Regions from separate parts of the Sus scrofa genome. Here all the other regions are linked to region 1. The links are chromatin contacts, called in public HiChIP or PLAC-seq and promoter capture Hi-C maps. All regions are on one chromosome and are shown on one strand. Each heading gives the region's core, a stretch centred on a gene start, on an enhancer-like site or on the middle of the called end of the contact. The rest is flanking DNA. Distances are from core to core; before and after follow the strand shown. Region 1 holds the start of RNF114 (ring finger protein 114). Region 2 holds the start of B4GALT5 (beta-1,4-galactosyltransferase 5). Region 3 holds the start of UBE2V1 (ubiquitin conjugating enzyme E2 V1).

The links. Promoter capture Hi-C pulls out the DNA fragments that hold promoters and counts their contacts. HiChIP or PLAC-seq counts read pairs in DNA pulled down with a chosen protein or histone mark.
Region 2: a contact with region 1 is called in an H3K27ac HiChIP or PLAC-seq map of alveolar macrophages. The contact joins the promoter of B4GALT5 here to the promoter of RNF114 in region 1. A contact is called at or near these places in 1 of 5 promoter capture datasets (fetal liver), 2 of 47 Hi-C or Micro-C datasets (liver and skeletal muscle) and 1 of 2 datasets of contacts at active chromatin or transcription factors (alveolar macrophages).
Region 3: a contact with region 1 is called in a promoter capture Hi-C map of fetal liver, with 2.9 times the contacts expected there. The contact joins the promoter of UBE2V1 here to the promoter of RNF114 in region 1. A contact is called at or near these places in 1 of 5 promoter capture datasets (fetal liver), 1 of 47 Hi-C or Micro-C datasets (skeletal muscle) and 1 of 2 datasets of contacts at active chromatin or transcription factors (alveolar macrophages).

What each region holds. Positions count from the first base shown.
Region 1 is chr17:51,511,970-51,515,382 of Sscrofa11.1, forward strand. It overlaps RNF114 (ring finger protein 114), which reads left to right and starts at 1,677. Exons shown (of 6, transcript NM_001001869.1): 1 at 1,677-1,839. The coding sequence starts at 1,700.
Region 2 is chr17:51,332,925-51,336,337 of Sscrofa11.1, forward strand. It overlaps B4GALT5 (beta-1,4-galactosyltransferase 5), which reads right to left and starts at 1,642. Exons shown (of 9, transcript XR_002340099.1): 1 at 943-1,642.
Region 3 is chr17:51,662,592-51,666,004 of Sscrofa11.1, forward strand. It overlaps UBE2V1 (ubiquitin conjugating enzyme E2 V1), which reads right to left and starts at 1,907. Exons shown (of 4, transcript NM_001205094.1): 1 at 1,830-1,907. The coding sequence starts at 1,851.

The sequences.
Region 1 (3,413 bases), core at 427-2,926:
TGGACCCCAAGTTGCTGTGGCTGTGGTGTAGGCCAGAGGTTCCAGCTCTGATTGGACCCCTAGCCTGGGAACCTCCATGTGCCGCAGGTACAGCCCTAGAAAAGACAAAAAAGAGATAACTTTTGTTAAATGGGCTACATATACAAGAGCCAATTTGGTGTAGTGGAACATGGAAAAAGTTGGGATTCAAAACATCTGAATTGTTTTTTTTTTTTTTGTTTTGTATTTTAGGCCTACACCAGTGGCACATGGAGGTTCCCAGGTTAGGGGTTGAATTGGAGCTGCAGCTACCGGCCTATGCTACAGCCACAGCAACTCAAGATCTGAGCCCTATCTGTGACCTACACCACAGCTCACAACAATGCTAGATCTTTAACCCACTGAGCAAGGCTAGGGATCAAACCTGCATCCTCATGAATGGTAGCCAGATTCGTTTCCGCTGAGCCGCAATGGGAACTCCCAGAACACCTGGCTTCTAAGGCCTACCCTTTTCTTTCAAGATTGAGGTTTAGTCTATGGCTTCAAGCCTCCATCTTCCCATGTAATACAGAGCTGGAGCTAAACCCCCTTCCCCAGGAGGCATGTGTCACAATATTAAATAACTTGCTTCTGAGGTAGATAACGATTTTTTTTTTTTTTTTTTTTTTTTTGCATTTTAGCGCCACACCCATAACACGTGGAAGTTCTCAGGCTAGAGGTCAAATCTGAGCTACAGCGCCGGCCTACACCACAGGCACAACGCCCTATCCAAGCGGTGTCTGCAACCCACACCACAGCTCACGGCAACACTGGATCCTTAACCCACTGAGTGAGGCCAGGATCGAATCCGCAGCCTTATGGACACTAGTCTGGTTCATAAGCCACGATGGGAACTTTCCATAGAGATTACTTCTGCTTTCACTAGGAAGTTTCAGTGTGGTGACAGCCTGTCTTCAACACCTCTCTAATCATAGTTAATCTCCCTGTTCAGCTCAACTATATCCAGCATTAATTTATAAGACTATATTGTTTCCGCTGTATTTTCACAGTGCCCTGTAGGAATAAGTGGTATTGATTTTCTCTTTGTAGCTCGGGGAGTGCTATATCCTTTTACAACGTGCTTGCTGAAGTTTAAAGATCAACTCGACGAGAAAGATTAAGTAATAATGCATAAGCAAATTAAAAAAAAATTTTTACGGGAAGTTCCCTTCCTGGCTCAGTGGTTAACGAACCCGACTAGGATCCATGAGGATGCAGATTCAATCCCTGGACTTGGCACTGCCCTGAGCTGTGGCGTAGGTCGCAGACGCGGGATCCAAGCCTCCTCTGTTACCTACACCACAGCTTCGGGAAATGCTGCATCCCCCACCCACTGAGCAAGGCCTGGGATGAAACCCGCATCTTCATGGATACTGGTGGATTCGTTTCCACTGCGCCACAATGGGAACTCCATAAGCAAACATGAAGTATAATAATAACGATTTAAATTCGGTAAACAGTGGCTAAAGCCAAAGCCTCCACACTCTCCCATCTCCTTCCTTCTCTCCCCTCGGAGGAGCCAGGAGGCGCGGCCCACGCCCCGCCCCCAGCCGCAGGCGCGGTCCGTAAGCCCCGCCCCCAGCGCCCCTCGCGTCCCGCCCCCTCGCCCCTCCCCGGCTGGCTGCTAGCCCCGCCCCCGGCTCGCCAGGGTCGCAGTGGTGCTGCACTCCGCGGCGGCAAGATGGCGGCCCAACCGCAGGATCGAGAGGGTGGTGCGCAGCTGGCAGGGCCCGCGGCGGAGGCCGACCCCCTGGGCCGCTTCACGTGTCCCGTGTGCCTAGAGGTGTACGAGAAGCCGGTGCAGGTGCCCTGCGGACACGTGTAAGCGGCGAGTCGGGGTCTGGTTCGGGGGGCGTCTAACTGGGAGGATAATGGCACCGAGGAGCGAGGCCCGCGCAGGGAGCGTCTCGGGGCGGGAGTGAGAGGACCGGCCTAGAGGCGCCTCTCCGCGGGGCCCCCGGGGCTCCTGAAGACCCGTGGCAGTTGGTGGGGTGCTCTTTTCGGCCCGGCTGACTCCCACCCGTTCCGCTCTTCTGTCGAGCGCCTGCCCTGTTCCAGGCGGCCTGCCAGGCCCCTTCCCACGCATGACGGTGGAGTCGAACCCTATCCGGTGTTAACGTCGGGCTGAAAGTCGGCCCTTGGAGAGCCAGTTTCCCTTGAATAGTCTTTACGAGGTTCCTAAAGTATTCTACGTATGGGGTTATCTGTCCAGCTCTGCCAAGAAATTCTAATGGGCGCTGAAGTTGGAGAAGCGTTTAACTAAAAGAACAAAAGGGAAGTCTTGATGTAGATCTGACCTGTCTGCTTAACTGCGAAAGAGGTCAGCAGTTGGCAGATTGAGGTTGTCAGCCTTCCTACTAGTGTCTGAGGTTTGTTTCATTGTATTTGAAGTTAAGCCTCCATATTGCTGGTAGACTGCCTATGACGGCTGAAGGAAATGTGTGTGAAAATGTCCAGTACAGGTTCTAGGGCAGGTGCTTTGACGTTGGCCGGAGTTGAACCTAAGCCTTGCTCCATCAGACTCGCAAACACCCAGGTCGAAAGAATTGTAGAAAATGTGGTCACCTGCGTCTTGCTGCTGAGAGCTGGATTTCCTCTAATGGCCTCCCCCAATGTTCATGGTGGCCATCACCTTGCTGTTGGCCTTAGGGTCCTCCTATCGGTCAGTAGGCACGATAGACACCTACTGGGCCTTATGGACCTTCTTATTTTTGCAGCTGTCCTGCGGGGGCGGGGGAGGGGGAAGAGGATTGGCAGCTCTTTTGCAGGTGAGGACATGAGGCTCACTTAGGGCCGGTTCACCTTGTCTGACACTTCCCAGATGGACTGCAGGTGTCCGTTTGCCCGCCCAGAGAACAGTCGGCACCTGGCAAGGGCTCTTCAGCCACACTGACCAGGCTTTGCCTCTTCAAGCACACCAAGCTCTTTCTAGCTTCAGGCTGTTCCTGCTTGCAGTTCAGTTAGCCTGGAACTCTTCTTGCGCCATCTGCACCCCCCCCCCCCCCCGCCACTACCCCAGATCCTTTCCAGACTTCCAAGTCCCAGTTTGAGTTACCTCTCTTCTCACCATCCCCATTTAAATTATCCCCGCTGCTTCTCTCCTGGGGCTTCCTTCTCCTGCTTTGCACAGAGCAAAACCTAGGGATCATGAAGGCCCTGTCCTTATCTGTTTTGTGTCTCTTTCTGTCCCCTGTGCCCACCATAGTGTCTGAGCAACCATCTTCCAATCTTATATTCCACTGGCTAAAATACTTGTATGCCCACTGTGTGCCAGATTTGGGGGCATAGTAAGAAACAAGGTCATTCTGCCTTCAGAGTTCACAGTCTAGTAAGTTGATGATAAATAAGTACTAACAAATGCTCAAACTTGTCAAAACTCATTGTGCAGTGGGAAG
Region 2 (3,413 bases), core at 392-2,891, 180 kb before region 1:
AAGCGAAAAAAAGGGAAAAGAGGAAGAACCCAGACAGCACCCCTTCCCCAAGTCTGCAATCAGGAAGAACCTGGCTGAGGACCTGAGCGGGGGAGGGGGGAGCAGTGAGGATTCAGGAACGATAGAGGTAAGGGAGATGACAAGGGTGTGCCCTTGGGGGTAGGCGGGGCGAGGGGAGGTAGACGGAGAGGAGTAGTGGGGCACTCAGGGGTTAGCAGACTGAAGGGGGGGACCTCCTCGGGGGGTAGGCCGGGGAATGCCACCCTAAAAGGAAAGCGATCTGTCCATCAGGAGGAGGAGGACCTGGAGGTGGATGTAACAAGCGAAAGTGGAGGGAAAAAAGGGTAGGGAAGGAGAGCAGGAAACGGGAGAGTCACCAGGGAGGAGAGAGGAGAAGGATGGATGGGAACGGGGAAGGTGGGACGCCTCGAGACCCGGGCACAGGGGCTCCGCGAGGAGAGGCAGGCGGGCCGCGGAGGTTCGGGGTCCGCGGAATGCCGGGAACCCGGGCTGAAGGAGACCCCGGGGAGGGGGAGCGGCAGCTCAGGAGCCGAAGAGCGGAAAGTGAGGGTTCTAGGAGGCCAAAGCGAGAATGAGGGCGTCCTGGCACGACGAGGGTGTGTGTGAAGACACAGTCGGGTTCGCGCCCGGATGGGGTTAAAGGAGGGCAGGAGGTGGGTGGGAGGATGTTGTGGGGAGGAGGGTTCCAGAGCCCGTCGGGGTGCAGAGAGCGGGAATGTTCTGGGGTCCCCCGAGGTCCAGGCGTAGGGTCTCCCAAGGGTCGGGCGGGGGTCCCGGTAATCTTCTGAGGGCCAGGCTTGAGGTCGCCTTCCAGCCGGGGGTCTTCCGAGAGCTGGGGTCTCCTTGGGGCGGGGCGGGGGTTTCCAGGGTCCCCTCGAGGCCAGAGCGACACCCCCCCGGGGTCCCAGGCCCCCTTCCTACCTATGCCGGGAGCCACATAGACGAAGTAGAGCAGCGAGGACGAGAGCGAAAAGAAGAAGAGAGCGGCGAGCAGCGAGCGGCGCGGCAGCCGCAGCAGCCCCCGGCGGACGCGCATGCTGCAGCCGGGCGGCCGCTCAAGGGCCGGGCCGGGCCTGCTCCCGCCGCTCCCCGTCCGCCGCCTCCTGGGCCGCCGCCGCCGCCTCCTGGGCCTCGGCCACCACCTCCCGGGCCTCGCCGGCCGCCGCTCTCCGCCGCCTCGCCGCTCCTCGCCGCCGGCCGCCGCGGGCCCGGCCACATGAAGCGGGCGGGGGCCTGAGCGGCCCCGAGCGAGCGCAGCGGCGGGGGCGGGGCAGGGCGGGCCTCGGGGGCGGGGAGGGGGCGGGGCCAGTGCCGCAGGGCACCGTCGCAAAAGATCAGCGCGCGCGCTCACCGCCCGACCCCCTCTTTGGCCCCGGCGGCGGCGCGGTGGCCCGCCGGGAACGTCGCCAAAAGGCGACAGCCCCTCTCCTGGCGCGGCCACCGCCCTGGCTTTCGGGGAGCGTCGCTCAAGTGCCTGTCGGCTCCGCGCTTGGGCGCCCCCAACCTGGGAGCCAAGGGATCGTCTGCAATGCCTGACGCGGCTGGTCACCCACTGCGACAGAAAAGCAGGGATTGTAGGAATATGGGCTCGGGTATACACCTTCATTCATTCATTCATTCATTCATTCATTCAAATCAGCATCTATTGAAAGCAGACATATGCCAGACACCATTATTGGCGCTGGGGATGCTTAGAGACAAAACAGACAAAATCCTTGTCTTCTTGAACTTAACACTCAAATGGGAGGAGAAAAAGAAACAAATCAATTCATAATACCAGGTTCTGATAAGTGATGAACACAATAAAACAGGGGAATATGTTGGAGGAATAATGTGGTCAGGGAAGGCCTCACTGATGGGTGACAGACAGGAGAAGAAACGTAAAAGGGTGAACAGTAGATGCAAAGCCTCTGAGGTTAAAAAGACTGATCTGACCCCAGGTAGACTCAAAGCAAGCATAGATAAAATCCAGTAGGGCAGGGAGAATGGCAGGGATGAGGCTGTAGATATGGGCAGATTCCACATACCAAAGAATCACAAGCAGCAGTGTTGATAAGTTATTAATGTGAAGACCTGCCCTTAAGATACACTGGGCTTTACTTACCACATTAATCACCCCAACAACCCGAAGATGTGCGCTCTTATTCCTATTGTACAAATGAGGAAACTGAGGCTCTGTGATGGAGAAGCAATTCACCTAATCCTTGCAGTAACGGCTTAAGTAAAAAAATGACCTGGAAGTTCCCATTGTGGCTCAGCGGTAATGAGCCGGACTGATATCCATGAGGATGTGGGTTCAATCTCTGGCCTTGCTCAGTGGGTTAAGGATCTGACATTGCCATGAGCTGTTGTATAGGTCACAGACTCAGCTCGGATCTGCCATTGCTGTGGCTGTGGTGTAGGCTGGCACTGCTGCTCTGATTCGATTTCTATCCAGAGAACTTCCATATGCCGTGGGTACAGCCCTAAAAAGCAAACAAACAAACAAACAAAAAACCCTATCTTGGAGTTTCTGCTGCGGCGAAACGGGGTTGGCAGCATCTCTGGAGCCCTGGGATGCAGGTTTGATCCCCCAGCTGGCACAGGCAGAGCGGGCTAAGGATCCAGCATTGCCACAGCTGCAGCATAGGTTGCAACTGTGGCTCAGATCTGAACCCACGCCCGGCAACTCCATAAGCCAAGCAGCGGCCAAAAAAGAAAAAGAAGAAAAGAATGTACCTGTCTCCCAAAGCACTCTTGACCACCAGGTTGTAAGTGCCTTGACTATTCCTCTAGCTCCTAATTCCCATCCTGAATACAAACTGGTATCCTACTCCAGAGGACAGTGTGGAACCATATCCAAAATAATGCTTTAGGATCAGCTCCAAGCCAGAAGACCTCTGAAGGCAGTTAGCAATAACTGAAGACTCATGGTGAGGGGCAGCAGAGGCTGCTCCACCTTCAAGAGGCTGCCAGCTGACTTGGGGGAGGCAAGTGTCCCCTTGGAATGCCCAAACAGGAGAAGAAAGGACTTTGCAGGGATTCTGTGAGGACCAATTATAATTCTGCTTTGTATTCCTAAAGTGATTTATACTTTTTAACAGTGTCTTTTTTGACTCTTTAAATGAGGGCTCTGGAGCCAGTGTCCTAGTTTCTTGAACCCTATCTCTTCCATTCTTTGCTGAGTGACCTTAAGCAAGTTACTTAACCACTCTGTTTCTCAGTAAAATGGCAGATATTATTAGCAACAACTGCATCAGGTTGTTGTGAGGATGTGAGTAATACATGCATACAGGCTCTCAGCTGACCAGTTCCGCTGAGAAATGGGATGGGAGAAAACAGGCTTAAACAACAGAAAAGCAAACAATTTCGACTAGGACAGATGTGAGTTCAAGTCTTAGATCAGTCTCAAC
Region 3 (3,413 bases), core at 657-3,156, 150 kb after region 1:
CACTGTTCCAACTGAAATCAAAATCTAGGAAAATGATGTATGGTTTCCTCTGTCCTCTAGGAAGACCCCATTGCTTTAAGTATAAAAGGCAGCCTGTGGCAGGTGACTTCAGTCAGATCCCCCACTTCAAATTCCCTCTATTCCCACTATAACAATCAGCCAAAGATGGCTCCTTAGGATACTGGAGGGGGACCATCGTTGAAAGACACACTCCCCCCACCCTGTTCACTTTGGGTCACCGACTCTCTCCTAACAACACTGCTGCAGCATCAGATTTCAATGTCCGGGCTGGTGGTCCTGTTTGCTTTTTCCATCACAGGTCACCCACTGTCACCTCATCTGGGAGGACTTCACTGGCCAATTTGACTGCCAGGCACCTCAGGGGACAGCATCCTCACCAAAAGGGAGGGAGACACTGTCATTCCCAAATCCTGCATTTCCAGAATCAGACTCTCTTGCATCATCAACCCCTCTGAGGGACCTTCCTCAGGCAATCCTCAGCCTGCCTGCTCCAGAAGGCCATTTGAGTCCATCCCCTGATGCTCAACTGGGAGTGTTAACTCTGAAACAGACCCTTCAGGATTTGATCCTCTGGCACATCTCAGAAATGTAGAGCAGGGAATCCAGTTTCAAAATAAATGCTACTTCCCTTTATCTACTAGGGCCTGGTAGACCCCCCCCTCCACACACACACACAAAGTGTAGCCCCCTCATGCTCTCTTGCCTCTCAGCCTTCTTCTCCAGTCACCCAAGGTTCCCATTTCACTTGTCCCTCTCCCCATGCCCATCAAGTCGATGGAGAACTGCTGAGCTGAACAACCATGTGTTATCAATATTCAAAAGAGTGGAAAGGAGTGACACTCAATAAAGATCTTTTCTAAAAGAAATATTTCTGAAACCCGACCTTTTCTTACTGTCACCCACTGCATGGGGCTTCCCTCAGTTGACTCCTACCCCAGACACCTCCAGGGCTCCCAATTCATCTCTTCTTCGCCCAGTATCGCAGGCTTCCACCAACTGCCCTACCCGGAGCTATCCAAAAACCTAACATCTATCTTCTCAAATAGGGGCCTGGTAACCATGGGGTCATTTCACTTTCTGATGCTCCAACGAGATCCCGCTGGAATCCGAGAAATCCTTTTCCCCTTCTCTTATCCTGTAGAGATACCCCGAATCTCCCCAAAAGCAGACACCCCAGACACCCCCTTTCTAATCAACATAGAAATTTCCTCAGCTAACCCCATCCCCAAAACTAACACTGGAGTCGTCCCCTGAACCAATGGGGGATCCTCTCAATCACTTCTCAGAATGCTGTTTCCTTCCCCCATCCATCCGGAGAGGCTTCTCTGAAGTCCCCGCTAAATGGACATCCCACGGTTGCTTCCCCCCCGCCTAGACCCTCAGCACCCAATAAAGGACTTCCATTCGTTTGGGGGAGCCTCCTCGTCCTCCAGAGAACCCCTTGATCTCCCCCCAGAGAGCCGCCAGCTCCAGTCTCCTCAGGGGTGTCTCTGGGCTCACCCCTCGCCCGCTCTCGCCGCCCAGCAGCGCAGCGGGGCCGGGCCCTTCCTCTCAGCTGGGCCCTCACACCGCCCGGGGGAGCCTCTGGGCCTTGCCGCGCCTCCCACAGGCCCCTCAGGCCCCCGCCCGTGCTTCCGGCCACCGCCTGCTCCTCCTCCCCACTCAGGCCGCCTGGGTCGCCGCCGTGGGGCCCAGCAGACAGAGGCAACGCAGAGACCCTAGCCCCGCAGCAAGGGCCTTTGCAGGTCCCCCGCCCCCGGCCCGAACCCCTGCCCCCTCGGCCGGCCGGGCCCGGCGCCCCCGCTCACCCGAGCCCGTGGTGGCTGCCATCTTGCGTCGCTGTCGCTCAAAGGCCGGCCCCTTCTTCACCCCCCGCCCGTCCCGGGGCCTTTCTACGCATGCGTGTGCGCATGCGCAAATCCCTCCGCTGACGCCAGCTCCGCAGACCGCGGGACCCGTTGCCGGGAAGGTTTTTTTTTTTCTGCCCTTTAGGAGAGGAAATATTTGCGTGCGCCATGGCCAGCAGCTTGCAAGGTCCTTCAGGTTTGGGTGCGAAGGAGCTATTGAGGTGCTTGGTGAGAAAGGCAAGGGTGATCAGACTTGGAAAGGCGTGACTGGGAAAGAAAAAGATAAGAAAGCTTAAAAAAACCCGCGTATTGTCATAACCTATAATGGAATATAATTTGCAAAACAACAACAGCACCACACCACAAAAACCTGAATCCCTATGCTGTGCACCTAAAGCTAACACAGTATTGTAAATCGATAAAAGTAAAAAAGTAAACATGCAAATTTATAATATATTTTTTAAAATGCCTATTTTGCTTTAAGCATTTTCCTATCTAGTTGGATCTTCACATTTCTACCAGGTGGGGATAAAAGAATGAAGCTGGGATTAAACTGCAGAGTGAAGGGAAGAGGTGTTAACCGATTTAACTAAACTCAGCTGTTAAGTGCCTCAGTCAGAATTTGAATGTGGGCCAGGTGTCTTGCTTCCAGGATGGATGCTCCCAGGCCAGAAGGGTCTTATAGAAGGGTAGCTAAAATGGTTTGGGGGGCATTAAAGTGTCAAGGAACGCATTCCCCATTCGCTTGTTCCTTCCTTCATTCATTATATCAAACAAATATTTACTAAGTATCTATTATGTGCCAGATGCAGTCCTAGGTGCTAAGGATGACTATAATCCCTGAAAAAGCAAGCCCTTGCTCTCATGGGCTTACATTTTAGTTGGAGACAGGAAGAAAGTAAACAAGTGGGAAAGAACATAACTATAATAGGATAGAGAGTAAACTAGAGAAGGAGTGGTCAGGGAGGGCCTTCTAAGGCCTCCTTCAAACTTCAATAAGGACCTGAATAATAGGAAGGAGGTAGAGGGAATGGCATGTGCAAAGGCCCTGGGGACATTTTGCAAATGTTAAATCCAGAAGAAACTCTTCAATCTTAAATGTTCTGAGAAGCCCTTAATATGGATATAGAAACTGATGCTGAGAGAGGTGAAAAGATTGCCTCAAGGTAACACAGCTAAATATGGGCAGAGAAAACACCAGGGCTTTCAGTGCAGAGGAACAAGGAAGTTGGAAGCCTTCACTCAGTGCATGCAATTCATCATTCTGTTCTGACAGCAGTGTCTCCTAAGCATCTCTCTTCTCCATCCACTTCTTCCAGGCTCCCCCTTTCTCCCACTTGGATGACCTAGCAGCCTCCATTCTTGCCCTCATGTTCCATTCTCCTTATGGCAGCCTGAGTCTGCTCAAAACATCCTTCAACTTAACTTTTCAGTGGCTCCCCATTCTCACAGAATAAAACACAGACTTTGCAAGTTGAGGGACCACAGAACACTTATCCAACAAGGAGAGTCATTAGACTGAAAGGGGGCCAAGACTGAAATCTT